Linked DNA regions of Sus scrofa: region 1 is linked to region 2. The links are chromatin contacts, called in public HiChIP or PLAC-seq maps. All regions are on one chromosome and are shown on one strand. The core of a region is the stretch at or near the end of the contact, and the rest is flanking DNA. Distances in the headings are between cores, read along the strand shown.

What was found. HiChIP or PLAC-seq counts read pairs in DNA pulled down with a chosen protein or histone mark.
Region 1: a contact with region 2 is called in an H3K27ac HiChIP or PLAC-seq map of skeletal muscle, with 4 times the contacts expected there. The contact joins two enhancer-like sites. A contact is called at or near these places in 2 of 47 Hi-C or Micro-C datasets (fetal heart ventricle and heart right ventricle) and 2 of 2 datasets of contacts at active chromatin or transcription factors (alveolar macrophages and skeletal muscle).

The regions. Positions count from the first base shown.
Region 1 is chr7:112,836,956-112,843,944 of Sscrofa11.1, reverse strand. C7H14orf159 (UPF0317 protein C14orf159 homolog, mitochondrial) reads right to left here. Exons shown (of 20, transcript XM_021100082.1): 7 at 6,142-6,318; 8 at 4,235-4,367; 9 at 3,196-3,433; 10 at 1,592-1,774; 11 at 423-586. Among named protein-coding and RNA genes, the nearest start is that of GPR68, 64 kb to the left of the region's middle. Within about 2 kb of position 3,289, at least 17 of the 83 cell types and tissues checked have an H3K27ac peak or open chromatin away from gene starts, as enhancers often do. A contact at or near this core is called in skeletal muscle, where this site is marked.
Region 2 is chr7:112,143,143-112,149,593 of Sscrofa11.1, reverse strand. No RefSeq gene overlaps it. Among named protein-coding and RNA genes, the nearest start is that of CALM1, 14 kb to the left of the region's middle. Within about 2 kb of position 2,908, at least 83 of the 83 cell types and tissues checked have an H3K27ac peak or open chromatin away from gene starts, as enhancers often do. A contact at or near this core is called in skeletal muscle, where this site is marked.

The sequences.
Region 1 (6,989 bases), core at 2,040-4,539, 690 kb before region 2:
ATGCGAATTGAGCAAATAGCATCTTGGATTTCACAGAAAACAGGACCATTCCTCAGATCTAATAGAAAGCCAAAGTCAGCCAACTCTTCAGAAGGAAAACCTCCTTGACAGAAGTGTCAAGCATTCTAACTTAACTTTCCACGTGATATAAAGGGGAAGAACTAGGGATTTTTGATGATGGCAGTCTTTGTTTTTCTGTGTTTTGGACAGAACCTAAAACGGGTCACTCTCAAGCCACACGCATTAGCACAGTCAGCTCCCAGCGTGCCCTGGGGTTTTGCCCCAGCAGCTGTGACAGCAGCAGCAATTCATCTATTGCTAGTAGAAGTTTAGATGTTGAAATCCGAGCATGAGTTTGTAAACGAGAAAGATTCAAGGTCCCTGGCCAGGGAGGGCATTCGTTCTCATTTACAATCAAATACGCTATTGCAGGTCAGGACTGAAGCGCTAAGGCGGGCTGGGGCCGGGCAGCAGTGAGATCTCCTCTGCAAGGCGACCCCCTGGCCGGCGGCGGCGGGAGAGGGCTGAGACCACCCACCGCGCGGGAGGATATTTCCCGCGCGGATGTGCGGGAGCGTGTATACAGCTGAGCACAGACACTCGGAAATGACCGCAAGCTCCCTGACATCTGCGTCGTGTCTCCTGCAGCATTTGATTCCTAAGATCTGGGCACAAAGTAGGTTCCCCCAACATTGATCTGCAATAAATGAATGAACAGAATCCCACGGATCTTGGCGTTTTTGTCTCAGGACCATATTAGAGATAATCTTCCACTATCAGGAGGCTCTTATGATAGCTCAACTCTCAAGAATGCTTTAAAAATAAATGGAAAGTAGCACATCTTATTATTTGTAGTGCAAGCCAGGCTGACCTGGCTAGAATTTTCCTCTGTCTAGGACAGTGGTCTGCAACTGCTATTTTTTGTTGTTGTTTCTGTCCCATCCCTACTTTACTGTGAACCAGTTAGGGCGCCCTCGTGTGTCGTCTTATTGTAATATCACCCTCGGCCTTGGAAAAAATGAACTGACAGTATTGCTTTCAAATACCTTGCAAAAAAATCGCTTTGTTTAGTTGAGTTGCTTGCCTTTACCTTTGCTTTCAAAGCCCCACCAACTTCCAGAATGTCTCCAAAGTCAAGCAAAACATTGACCCTTCTCTTAGAATGGGTGGTGAGCCTTCCGCAGACAGAAATAGATTTAATCAAAACATATTTGACCTGGGAGTTCCCACTGTGGCTTAGCGGTTAAGGTATCTGACTAGCATCCATGAGGATGCAGGTTCGATCCCTGGCCTTGTTCAGTGGGCTAAGGATCTGGTTTGCCATGAACTGTGGTGTAGGTTGTAGACTTGGCTCGGATCCTGCGTTGCTGTGGCTGTGGGTAGGCCAGCAGCTACAACTCTGAATATGCCGTGGGTGCAGCCCTAAAAAGAAAAAACAAAACAAGCAAAACATATTCGACCTGAAAGGCAGCTGCTCTGGGGAGACCCAGCACTGGGATGATAAGGAAGATGTCACAGAGACCTTCCCTGGGGGCTGTTTCATGACTTTCTTCCCCAAGTCACTGCGCCACAAGCCTATGCATTCAGGAACTAGAGATGGACCTGATTCCATCCCAGGTCAGAGTAACTGGCCCCTTAAACCCAGACGTACTGCAGCCGCTGACAGCTTGGAGTCTGATCAGCCGAGAAGGCCAGAACACTGGAACATCCCGGGGCTGACACACCACAGGCTCCCTGAAGTCAGATCTGGAAAGATCTTTGATGCACAATGGTTCTGCAGGTGGAAAAAGAGAGTCCCACCGGGTCCTGCACTGGCTGGTAGCATCTGATTTGAACACACTGAGTAGTTTGTGGTTCCTTCTCCAACAGGACCTCTAGCCACAGGCCTGCTGCAAACTGTATTGGAGAAGGACGGGGAGGAGACCCAGAATCTGGATTTTAACCCCCTCAGGATGCTTGCTGACTTCCATTCTGAGTGGCATCGTTTCCAAGCATGGAACCTCAGACGCCTGGTGTGATTGCTGGAGGGGACTTGGGGACATTTAGCCCAATGTCGTCATTGTACAGATTGCTGACAAAGCCAGTGATTTTGAGTTTATCTTGGTACAGACTGGGTCACACAACCCAGGCAAAAACTCTGTTTGACCACCAGCAGCATCCCTGCACCTGGCCAGCTGTCAGCGCACCCGCGAAGATGGCGGAGAGAAATGTATCGATCGGGTCCAATCGATCCCACTAAAGATATAACAACTCATGGAGTTCCCGTTGTGGCGCAGTGGTTAACAAATCCGACTAGGAACCATGAGGTTGCGGGTTCGGTCCCTGCCCTTGCTCAGTGGGTTAACGATCCGGCGTTGCTGTGAGCTGTGGTGTAGGTTGCAGACGTGGCTCGGATCCTGCGTTGCTGTGGCTCTGGCGTAGGCTGGTGGCTATGGCTCCGATTAGACCCCTAGCCTGGGAATCTCCACATGCCGCAGAAGCGGCCCAAGAAATAGCAAAAAAAAAAAAAAAAAAAGAAACTCAGCAGACATTCGGCTTTGGGTGGTCCTGGACCATCTTTCTATGAAACGTGGCAAGTGCTGATTGCATTTTTGCAGAATGCTGGGCTTTGTCAAAGTTTGTTATGCAGCTGAGCATGTTCCGTTATGCTCAACCCTGACTCTCCCCCAAGGCCCAATCCCAAGCTCCCATCAGGCCTCTGAGAGCCTCCAAGAGGCCTGGGCAGCTTCCACGCTTGGATCTGCTCACTCACTGTCAGGCTGAGTGAATACACTGGGGATCAAAGGATTTCAGTTCCAGTTAACACTTGGAAGGAAGCCGTCCCCTGCCCAAATATGCTGCTGAACAATAGCCTAGATTAGTGGTTGCTATGATTTCAGATCTCAAGACAAATAGCTCTGCTGACATCCTCCACCACCTGCTTCCCCCACCCCAGGGTTCACCCCAAGTGTCACAGGGGCTAATGGGCGAGGCTAGCAGTTCCGTCAAGGACATCACCTTCAAAACTGAAGGGCATCTGCAAACCCAGCCCTGGTACTGACTGCTGCAGGAATCTGTCTTGTCCAGGGCCTTCACCCCAGGGCTCCTGGGAAAGATGAGACAAGTCAGAGGAACTCAGGAACATAGCAAGTTCCTGTCTTCTTGGGAAGAAGTCCAATGCAGCTGTCAGAATCATGAATGAGAGTGGACCCTGACCTGGGTCATGGATGTGAATTGGTTGTCCTTGCACCACCCGCACTGAGCAACTGGCCTGCACCAGCCTTTCCAGCTTGTCCTTGGGAACATGCCTCACTATGACCACCAGGGGGCGGCAAAGGCCAGTGATGTGGCGCAAGGCCCAGCTCTCTGCCGAGAAATCAAGTGAAAACTCTTTTCGTGTTTTTGTTTTTGTTTCTAAAAAACAGAATCGGCCCAGGTCGAAGCCCTGAGCACCAAGAGTTCAAGGCAGCTGAATGAAGACAGAGGTCCAAGTAGCTATTATAAAAATGCAGCTTCTACTTTTAGGTGACAGAGATCAGGATGTTTGCTGGGGATTATTGGTCTAAAACTGAGAATCTTAACTTTGCAGGTGCCTCTGGTCGTCTGGGGCAGCCGTAAACCTGTGTAGAAGTAGTAGTTTTTTGCCTTTTTTTTTTTTTCCTTCGGTCTCACCTGCAGCATATGAAGTTCCTGGGCCAGGGATCGAACCCATGCCACAGCAGTGACCCAAGCTGCTGCAGTGACAATGCCAGAGCCCTAATGTGCTGCACCACAAGGGAACTCCCTAGAAGGAGTATTTTTAACTGCACAAAAGGAAATGCAGAGGATTACAAAAGAAACCAATCATGCTGGAAATGCAGTTATCAAATTATGGGGGGAACATGTTAGGTGATGTTTCTTCATTAACAGCTCAAGGAACAAGATGGCAGGCCCACCGCTGGAATTTTGAAGCGGTGATGGACATATGGGGTAATTTTGAGATTTCAGGAAGGACCGCAGTGTGACATGAAAACATCTGTGCTTTCTTTGGGCAGCCACGAAGTCCCCGGGTCTGCTGACACGTCACAGCTTCTTCCCTGCCTTCATGCCAGAAGGAAATGCTCAATTTCACTGTGAGGCTATGAAAATTCAAATGTAAATTTTTCCCCAGTGGATTCCACGGACCCTCTGAATTTTCTCCACAAACCTCAAGGCGCCTGTGAACCACAAGCGAGGATCTCTAGGAGAATCAGAGGCAGAGGGTCCCAGACCCCACTGGGCCCTGCTCATGCCTCCTGCCTCCGGAGAAGCCACCCAGGACGACCCGTGTGACTGTCACTGGTGGTGTTGTTTTTTCTCCCCTGGACGGTTTCTGGACCCCGTAGCGGGGCTTATGAGACACTGAGGACCTGCCAGGAGGATAATCGGCTGGGACAGTCTTGGCAGCTGCCTGAAGGGCTTGCTGTTAGCACCCTGTCAGCCACAGGATGAAAGCTTGGTGTGCCTGCCAGTTTGTGCCCAAATAACAGCTCTTGGGAAGGGGCACATGCCCTGGAGGCTCCCAGGAGACTGGCAGGGCGCCCCGAGGCTGAGGGCCTCCTCCCGAGGGCCCACCTCACCTCCCCAGGGCCCCCAGCTGAGTCCAAGACACTGCCTGGCCATTTCTCCCAGGACCGGTGGGCAGAGGCACCAGTGTCTGAGAAGAAGCTATCTGGGAACCCTGGGGGGCAGCGAGGTGTGGCCACAGGGCTCTGCAGAGCACTTACTGTGGGCAGTGCCAGGCACCTCTGTGCCATGTATCATATATCCTGTAATTGTCACCCCTCCTCCGCTCTCAGCGTTTATTTTATTTTATTTATTTATTGATTTTGCTTTTTAAAGCCACACCTGCAGCATATGGAGGTTCCCAGGCTGGGGTCAAACTGGAGCTGTAGCCCCCGGCCAACGCCAGAGCCACAGCAACGCCAGATCTGAGCTGCATCTTCGGCCTACACCACAGCTCATGGCAACACCAGATCCTTAACCCACTGAGGGGGCGGGTGCAGGGATTGAACCTGCATACCCTTGGATACTAGTTGGGTTTGTTGCCACTGCGCCACAATGGGAATTTGATAGGCATTTTATAGGTGGGAGCCAGGAGCCCTGGTTTCCAGGCTGCTTCTGGCACTGTGGCAAGTCCCTCTCTCTTTCAAGCCTCATTTCTGCATCTGCACACGATGGGCCGCCAGCCCTCCCGGCTCCTACCTGCCCCAAACAGTGGCGTGTTCCAGGCCAGCCCTGCCCTGCGGTTCTGCCCCGCCCTGCCCCACCTTCCAGAAGGTTCCTCAGACACTACTTCACACACGAAAAGCAGCACACACTGTGGGCAGCCTGTGTCAGAGCAGAGGCAGATCAGGCCCCACTGGCAGGAGCCCAAAGCAAGCAGGACTGCAGAACTGTTCCGGAGCCCTAGACAAAATCACCAATCTGAGTCCCCAAAGAACCCCGGGCCAGGCTGTTGACACTGGCTGACCCTCCACCCGGCCGAGTAAATTCTCAGACTTCCCAGGAGTGTCCCGGCAGGGGTCAGAGAAGGAGGGATCTGGTTCTCTCCTCGCGACAGACAGGCTGTGGCTGGATTAAAACCTCGGAGCCACAGCAGGGAGGCGGCCCCCCAGCGCGCCCGTCCCAGGAGAGGCCGCCACGCTGCACTTGTGACCACAGCCGCCGCCTCCGGCCAAGACATGACCCAGCTTTCCTGACAAGAGACATAACCCAGCAGCTAATGGCCTGGCCGAGGCTCTGCCACAAATCCCCGGGCATGTACCCCACCAGGCACACGCTCCCCGGGAACCTTTTCAAAAATCTCACTGAGATGCCCTAAGTTAAAGGAGCCAGACCGATTCTGCACAGGTCTGGTTTGCACAGCCCAGTGATGGGTCCAAAAGGGCTTGACTGAGCCTCTCGAGGGCACGCTGGGTGCTCACAGCAGCCCCAGAGGCGGGCAGGGGAGAGGCTGGTGGTTCCATTTTCCGGATGAGGAAATAAGCTCAGAGAGGTCAACCACTTGTCCCGGGTTGCACAGCCAGAAGGTGGCTGAGCTTAGGTCTCCTGTCTCCGGTTGACAGTGTTCTCTCCAGCACGGGAAAATACAAGTGGACCCGCATTTTCCAGTCGTTCTATCTCCGTGGATTGCGTCCCTACCTTGCAGGCGCCCATGTGGTTGTAGCTGCTGCATCTCCTCTGGAGAGCCCCGCCTTCTCCAAGGCCCCTTTCAGAGAGAAGCTGCCACCCAGCAGGAAGGCCACCGCGTCCTTCAGTGAGGTCAGACTGCCAGTGCAGGCGCCGAACATGTACTTCCAGAACTGGGGACAGCCCGTCCTGGGAACATAAGGGAAAGCTCATAGACCCCAGACTCAGCATGGACTCTGTGCATTTTTAAAAAGGACTTGGGAGAGAGACGAGGACGGCTGGGGCTGAAATTTCAGGCGCTGGCATCAGGGCAGGGAGATATAGTTTTGAGCAGGGGGCCTTGCTAGCATCCTTCAAATCTTGCCAGACTGGGGACCATTCAATCAGCATGAATATAATGCTGATTCCACGCTATTATATGGCCTGTAACCTCAACCCAAAACCAGCAAGAAGAAACAATGGCGCCTTCTCAGCCATCAACACCCACAGATCAAAGGGACAGAGGGCACGTGTCTCAGGGAAGCTCCCAGAGCCAGGAATAGAAAGGCCTTCCTTCTCCTTAGACTCTTCTGCAGGGTGGAAAGACTTTGGTTCTGGAGTTCCCGCTGTGGTGCAGTGGCTTAAGAATCCAACTGCAGTGGTTTAGGTCACTGCAGAGGTGTGGGTTCGATCCCCTGCCCCTCGCAGTGGGTTAAAGGATCCTGTGTTGCCACAGCGTGCATAGGTCGGAGCTGGGGCTTGGATTCAGTCCCCGGCCCCAGCCCAGGAATTTTCATATGGAATTTTCATATGGAATTTTCACATGTGGGTGCAGTCATTTAAAAAAAAAAAAAAAAAAAGACTCTTGTTACAAGCCTGTT
Region 2 (6,451 bases), core at 1,659-4,158:
CTTTCACATTCTGGTTCTTTTTTCTACTTCTGTCCTTTATTATTGTTCATTCATTCCTTCAACAGTTTTACTGACCTCACGGAACATAAAATGAAATTCATGGAGTTCCCCTTCGTGGCTCAGTGGTTAACGAATCCAACTAGGAGCCATGAGGTTGCGGGTTTGATCCCTGGCCTCGCTCAGTGGGTTAGGGATCCAGCGTTGCCATGAGTTGTGGTGTAGGTCACAGACGCGGCTCAGATCCCATGTTGCTGTGGCTGTGGCGTAGGCCGGTGGCTATAGCTCCGATTAGACCCCTAGCCTGGAACCTCCATATGCTGTGGGTGTAGCCCTAGAAAAGACAAAAAAATAAAAAATAAAAAAAATTAAGAATATAAATTCAATAGGCCCTGTCCTTAGTGAGCTAATTTGCTGACCACCAAAAAGTAGCAGCTTTGATAGGTACTAAGAATATTTTGTGGCACACTGATTCACATTTAGATAAATCTACAAGAACAATGTAAATCAGCTATAATGGAAAAAATGAAAATCATTATAAAAATAGATGAATCTACAGTAAACCTAACTTCTTGGTAAATGGGGTCTCTCCCTCCAGAAATATTCTGAAGATTGAGCATGAAAATAAAAGTGTCTTAAAAGGCTTAAAGCACACCAGCCTAAATATAATGTCACAGTGAAATTATGGTCTAACTTCTTCATAGAAGAATCAGGTATTAGCGCTGGAACAGATCTGGAAGTCCTCTAATCCAATCCTCTCATTCCACAGAATAGAAAATTGAGGTCTAGAGAACAGAGGAACTTAGCCAAGAATTCCCAATGTCAGTAGTGGCACAGTAAAAGCTCTTATCTCACATTATAATCTGACTTGATACCAAGAAGTCATGGTACATATTTCCTATACCATACCCACTGCAAAAGAAATATGATGTATTATTTCTTTGGGGAGGTATTTTTATGGTGAGTTGCTCATTTGCAAGTTCAGATATTCACTCACTTGGCAAACAGCTTTGGGGATGATTACCAGCCACCTACAGAAAGAAGACCACAGCTTTTCTCCTTTTTGAGCTATGCTTTGAGTAAAAGTTTAAGAAGCAGTAATAAACAGCAACTGGCAACTATAGCCTTAGATCAAAGAACAACCTTTATACAGGTCCAGTGCAGACATCACTACACAGGTTGTAAAACCTCAGGAAAAACCATTAATAGCATAATCTGAGAATCAGGATGTGAATAGACACTAGTTTAATCACAAAAATCATTAGATCATCCAAGCCCCATGGTGCCAAAATCACAGAGAGAGGATAAAATCACATTTAAATAAAATGGCAGTTCTAGAAATCCACAGGGTTTCATTTTCTTAGCTAGATTCTTGTAGCAGTGAGAATTAACCAACTAACATTTCATCTCTGCTCCTTTTTCTGCAGGACACTGAAAATTACGTTCAGGGAAAACTTAGTTGCTTTAGTTCCTAGACCTTCCTTCAGTTATACAGCAAAGTTCCCCAAATGCTTGAGCCATCTCACAGCATCAGCTCCAGAAGATGGGGTGTTACTAGAGCATAAAAACACTGGCTTGAGACACAGACAACCTAGATTCTATTCTGTGCTCTGCTCCTCAACTGCTATGTGACTGCAGGGGTGTCAACTGATCTTCCCGGGTCTCAGACTGTTCACTGTGTAATGAGGGATCAGAGGTATGCAGACTGTGGTACCAGATCTGGCTCGTTTGACAGGTGATTTTATTAAGCCTTCTCCTCTATCTAGGAGAGCCTATCCTCGGCACCGAAGAATGCCCCCTCGGTTTACTGAGGAGCTAACCGTCGGTTCTCAGGCTACAGTCTGTTAATCTACCCTCGTCCGTCCCATGCCCCCCAGGCCGGCTCCTGGTCCATCCCCTCGGCCCCTTCTATGCAGACACAGCGGAAAACCCGAGCCCGCGGGGACGAGATAAGGAAATCACAGGAGGGAAATGGAAACCGGCCCTTCTGAAACAAAAGTGCCCACGACGGTGCTTTCGGGCGGCCGGGCCTCGGCTCGTAGTAAACAGGAAGGGTCGCCTCGGAGGCAGATCGAGTTGGGGTTTCGAGATAAGGCGAGGTTTTCTTCTTATCGCTCCGGTGGCTGCTATTATCACACAAGGTGCCGCGTAAACGCGAACGCGGCCTCAATGAGCTAGGGGGGAGGGCGAGGGTGGTTTCCGATCGCCCCTCGGAGGGCCACGAGCCTGGCAAAGGGATTTAGGCTTGTTTCTAGGAAAACTCCGTGTCTCGCGACGCTCCAGCGGGAAGAGAACCTGAGCGCCTCTCGCCTAAGCCTTTCAAGTACGCGCGGGCGGGCAGGGCGGGGCGGGGCGCGGCGCGGGCGAGGGCACTACATCTCCCGGCGGAGGAACACAGGCAGTCCTCTTTCACACGCCCCAAACGCGCAGCTCTGGAGCCGGTTGCTTAGTTGGCGCTGCCGAGGCTGCTTTCCTCCTTCAGTTTGACAAGGGCGCTCTGATTGGCCAGCGCGACCCTGCAGTCGTTGGCCGGAAAGAGTCGAGACGCCTGATTGGCCGCTCCGCACCTGCAATGCGTCAAGCCGCGGTGGGCGTGGAGGACCCCGCGTGAATGGCCGTGGCTGGAGGAGGGTCAGCAGGCTGCTTTCGGGAGGGAGCGGCTCCGCCTATGGCCGCCATCTTTACTAGAGGCACCGCGGACGGCTGGGACGCAGGGGGTTTTTCGTGGAGCTTTTGGGGACAGTGGAAATAGGCTCTGCGACAGAAGTTTTGCTGGGGGTTTCTGTTCCCTTTTTCTATGGTGGTGGGTTGTTTCGTTTTTGCTCAGGTCCCAGGGAGGTGGTGGGGTAGGATTCGAGGGCTCGCGGCTCAGGGCAGAGTGGCCACCCAGGAAGGAGGGGGTCTGACAGGAGGTTTAGGCGGCGCTTCCCGAAAACCGCTGGGTCTGCGTTCTGTCGGCGGGCGCAGGGAGGGTGATTTGACTCCTCTCCATTTCTAGAAGCAAAGGGGAGGTTGGCTTCCTGGGCTTTTGCTCGGGCTGGAAGGCAGTTCTGGAAAGCTCCTCCGAATACGTCATGGTTGTTGCTCGCGCTGTGCGCGGTCCCGCCTGCAGGGAATGCGGTTTTTGTTTTTCAGAGCTGTAAATCCCACAACCGCCTAGGGAACTTTCTCGGCTCCGGAGACAGTGGCCTGCAGGGGCCAAGCGGAGCTTGCTAGACAGACATGATAGCAGACGTTGGCTGAAATTATTTTGATCCTGTCAGTTTAGTTGCCATTTTAGGCGACTCGTCGTGTGTTTGGGTGTGGATCCCGCTTTCATCTCCGATGTTCACCCCCCTCTGAGAAGGGGGGGGTCCTCATATTATGTTTTACTGTTCCAAAAGTGATGGTTGTTCAGGGTTACCTTCCGTATATATGAGTGAAAGAAAAAAAAAATATATGTGTTTCCTGGGTGAATTAGAGCTGGGGGAGTGGAAATAAGCCATGGTTGTCTTGTTTTCGGGAGATGATGTCTGATGGTTTTATTTGAGCTGCGTAGGTGCAAATTCGGTGGAGCGTGGCTATCCAAAGGTGAATTCTGGAGCTGCCTTGGTGTGGGTGTTGCTATGGCCACAGGGAGAGGTAGTGAATTATAGGGCCAATAAACCCAGCGCAGCCAGGCCTCTCCCTTGTGTGAAGCCTTAGTAATTGACGACCCGGGTTCGTGTATCCTGGCTTTCGCAGTTCCCTTCCCCGTCCAAGATTCCTGGATTGATCTTTACAGGCACACGTGGGTCTGTACTGACTCTTCTATTGACGAATATGGCAGGTGCAGCCACAGCTTTGTATAGGTTTTCTGATTAGGTGCTGCCATGTGGGAGCGTGGTGTGGTACCATTTACCAGACAATTTTATTTGTAAGTTGTTGCTAGTCTTAGCTAATGGCACTGATTTTGAACATTTAATCACTGTCTCATGCGTTTTCCCGTAGGCAAAGCATCACTTTACCTTAGAGTGCCTCCTGCCTAAAACTAACGCTCCCTTTTACTGTGTCTCAGTATGATGCCAGAGCACTGAGTTCAGGGACGTTGCAAAAGACAATTGCAGCTTTGCATAATCTCCGTATAGCAACAACCACTCGTGCCTCTCTGGAACACCCAGTAATTCAGTGTTCTTTGGCAGCTGCAGTGCTGGGAGTTGGCCACTTTGCTTGCTGCGGTGAGGTAGAGCAAAGGACTAAATCTTCTGGAGCCTTGGTTTCTTCTGTAACATGAAGAGAATTAAATCTGTCTCACAGTCCTTGTGAAGATTGCAGGAGATGAGAATGTGCCAGGTCTGTGGAAATTGTAGAACGACTGACATAGTGATAATCAGTTACTAAAGCATTTATTGAGGGCCCATAACTATCTGACCTTGTGAGAGGAAGATTTTCCTTCAGGATTTTCTGCTTTGTGAGGGGAACAGATGGACAAACTCAGATCCAAAATAAACTTTGAATGGCTTAGGGTTTTTTTTTTGTTTGTTTTGTTTGTTTTCCCCTTAGGGAAGGCATAGTATTAATATAGCCTTGTTAGCATGCAGTGCCAGATTTGAGGGCCCTTAGGGTGACTAGCTCATCACAGTTTGCCTTGGTCTTTCCTGGTTTTAGCATCAAAGGCCCATGTCCTAGAAAGCCCCTCTGTCCCAGGCAAACTAGGACATTTGATCACCCTTGGATTGTTTTCAGTGCCACAAGATGGGAGAGTGAACAGAATGGGAAATGAAGATTCCAACTATATAGAGGTGGTTAGGTTTCTCTAGGATCTGTGAGGACACGGGTTACTGAGCACAAGAAAACAGATGTCCTTGTGTAAGATAAGTCTGAGCTGACACCTGAAACTTGGCATGTCCAGAGTCAAACATAATTTTAGCTATTGTTCCTTCTCTCAGTCCCCTCTCAGGGTTTTGCTTTTCATGTTTTATGTTTTTAAAGGTTCTTACTCAATTCCAGTCTTTATCTCTGGTAAGGGCTCTCCTGAAGTATTAGTCACTTTTGAGTGCAGAAGTTCTTTTTAACACCATGGACCCCTTTGCCAGTCTGATGAAGCCTAATTCTACTGTGGTTCATTGCCATGTTCATAATTGAAAGCATGCTACATTTCACGTAGAAGTTAGTGAAAATAGTTGTTCTACTTTTCCATCTAAGTTCGTGGACCTAAACTGCCTCCATATAGACCAGATTCAGAAGCTCACTCCTCCGTTGCCCTGTTGTAGTACTCTTTCCACCCTGAACTTTTTTTTTTTTTTTTTTTTGCCTTTTAGGGCCACATTCTCGGCACATAGGGGTTCCAAGGCTAGAGGTCCAATCGGAGCCACCAGCCTACGCCTCAGCCACAGCAACATCAGATCTGAGCCAAGTCTGCAACCTACACCACAGCTCACAGCAATGCCAGATCCTCAACCCACTGAGTGAGGCCAGGGACCAAACCTGCAACCTAATGGTTCCTAGTCAGATTTCTTTCCACTGCGCCGCAATTGGAATTCCCCACTCTAAACTTTTTTATGTTCTTTCACCATTATATGCCACCACCATAGTTCAAGACACTGAGACTGTTATCCTAACTATTGCAAAAGTTGTTCTGCCTTATGCCCAGCTGGTGGAGTAGTTTTTCCAAAGCACACAAGTGACTATATAATTTCCCTCTTCAGACCTCCCATGGCTTCCTATGGTCTCTAGGATTAAGTCCAGATTCCTTAGGAATTCCTTCAGGCCCCTCCATAATATGGCCTTTCAGTCCTAATAACCTGCTATCTTTTGCATCTCCTAAATTTCAGCCGCATGAGCTGTTTAACGTGGAAGTACCTGAGCCAGGGACACAGCAGCGATTATGGCTACTGCAGTGACAATGCTGGATCCCTAACCCAGTGTGCCACAAGGGAACACCTCCATCTCTTATTCACATTGCTCTCTAGGCCTAGATTTCTGATTTCCATCATCTCTGCAAAATAAAGCTCTAACATCCTTAAAAACTTAGCTCAAGTGCAAAGTCAGCTATGATAACCTCTTCCTCCACTGGGCTCCTCAGTGCTTTATTTCACCCTTTTCTGTTACCACATTCTACTTTTATTATGAGTATTTGATTATTCATTCCATAAATGTTTGTCAAGTATGTATTTGTTGTGACTGTGGCCCTGTATTTAGGGTCCATGGGGATATGAAATAAAACTGATTTGGACCTTGGTTTTTAAAGGAGTTATATTTTGGGTTGGGAGATAATATGCACATTTTTTTCAAAGTAGAAGAAAACAAGTATTTCCAAAGCCCAGAGGGAAAACTGATTTTGCTAAAGTGATCAGAGAAAGCTTTGTGGAGGAGGTGGCATTGAGCTAGCTTAGAGGATCAGTGACTTATATGGATGTGCATAGGGAAGGCATTCCACACAGAGGGAATACCAGGAACAAAGCAACCAAGCTGAAAGGAGCAGGATATGTTGGGG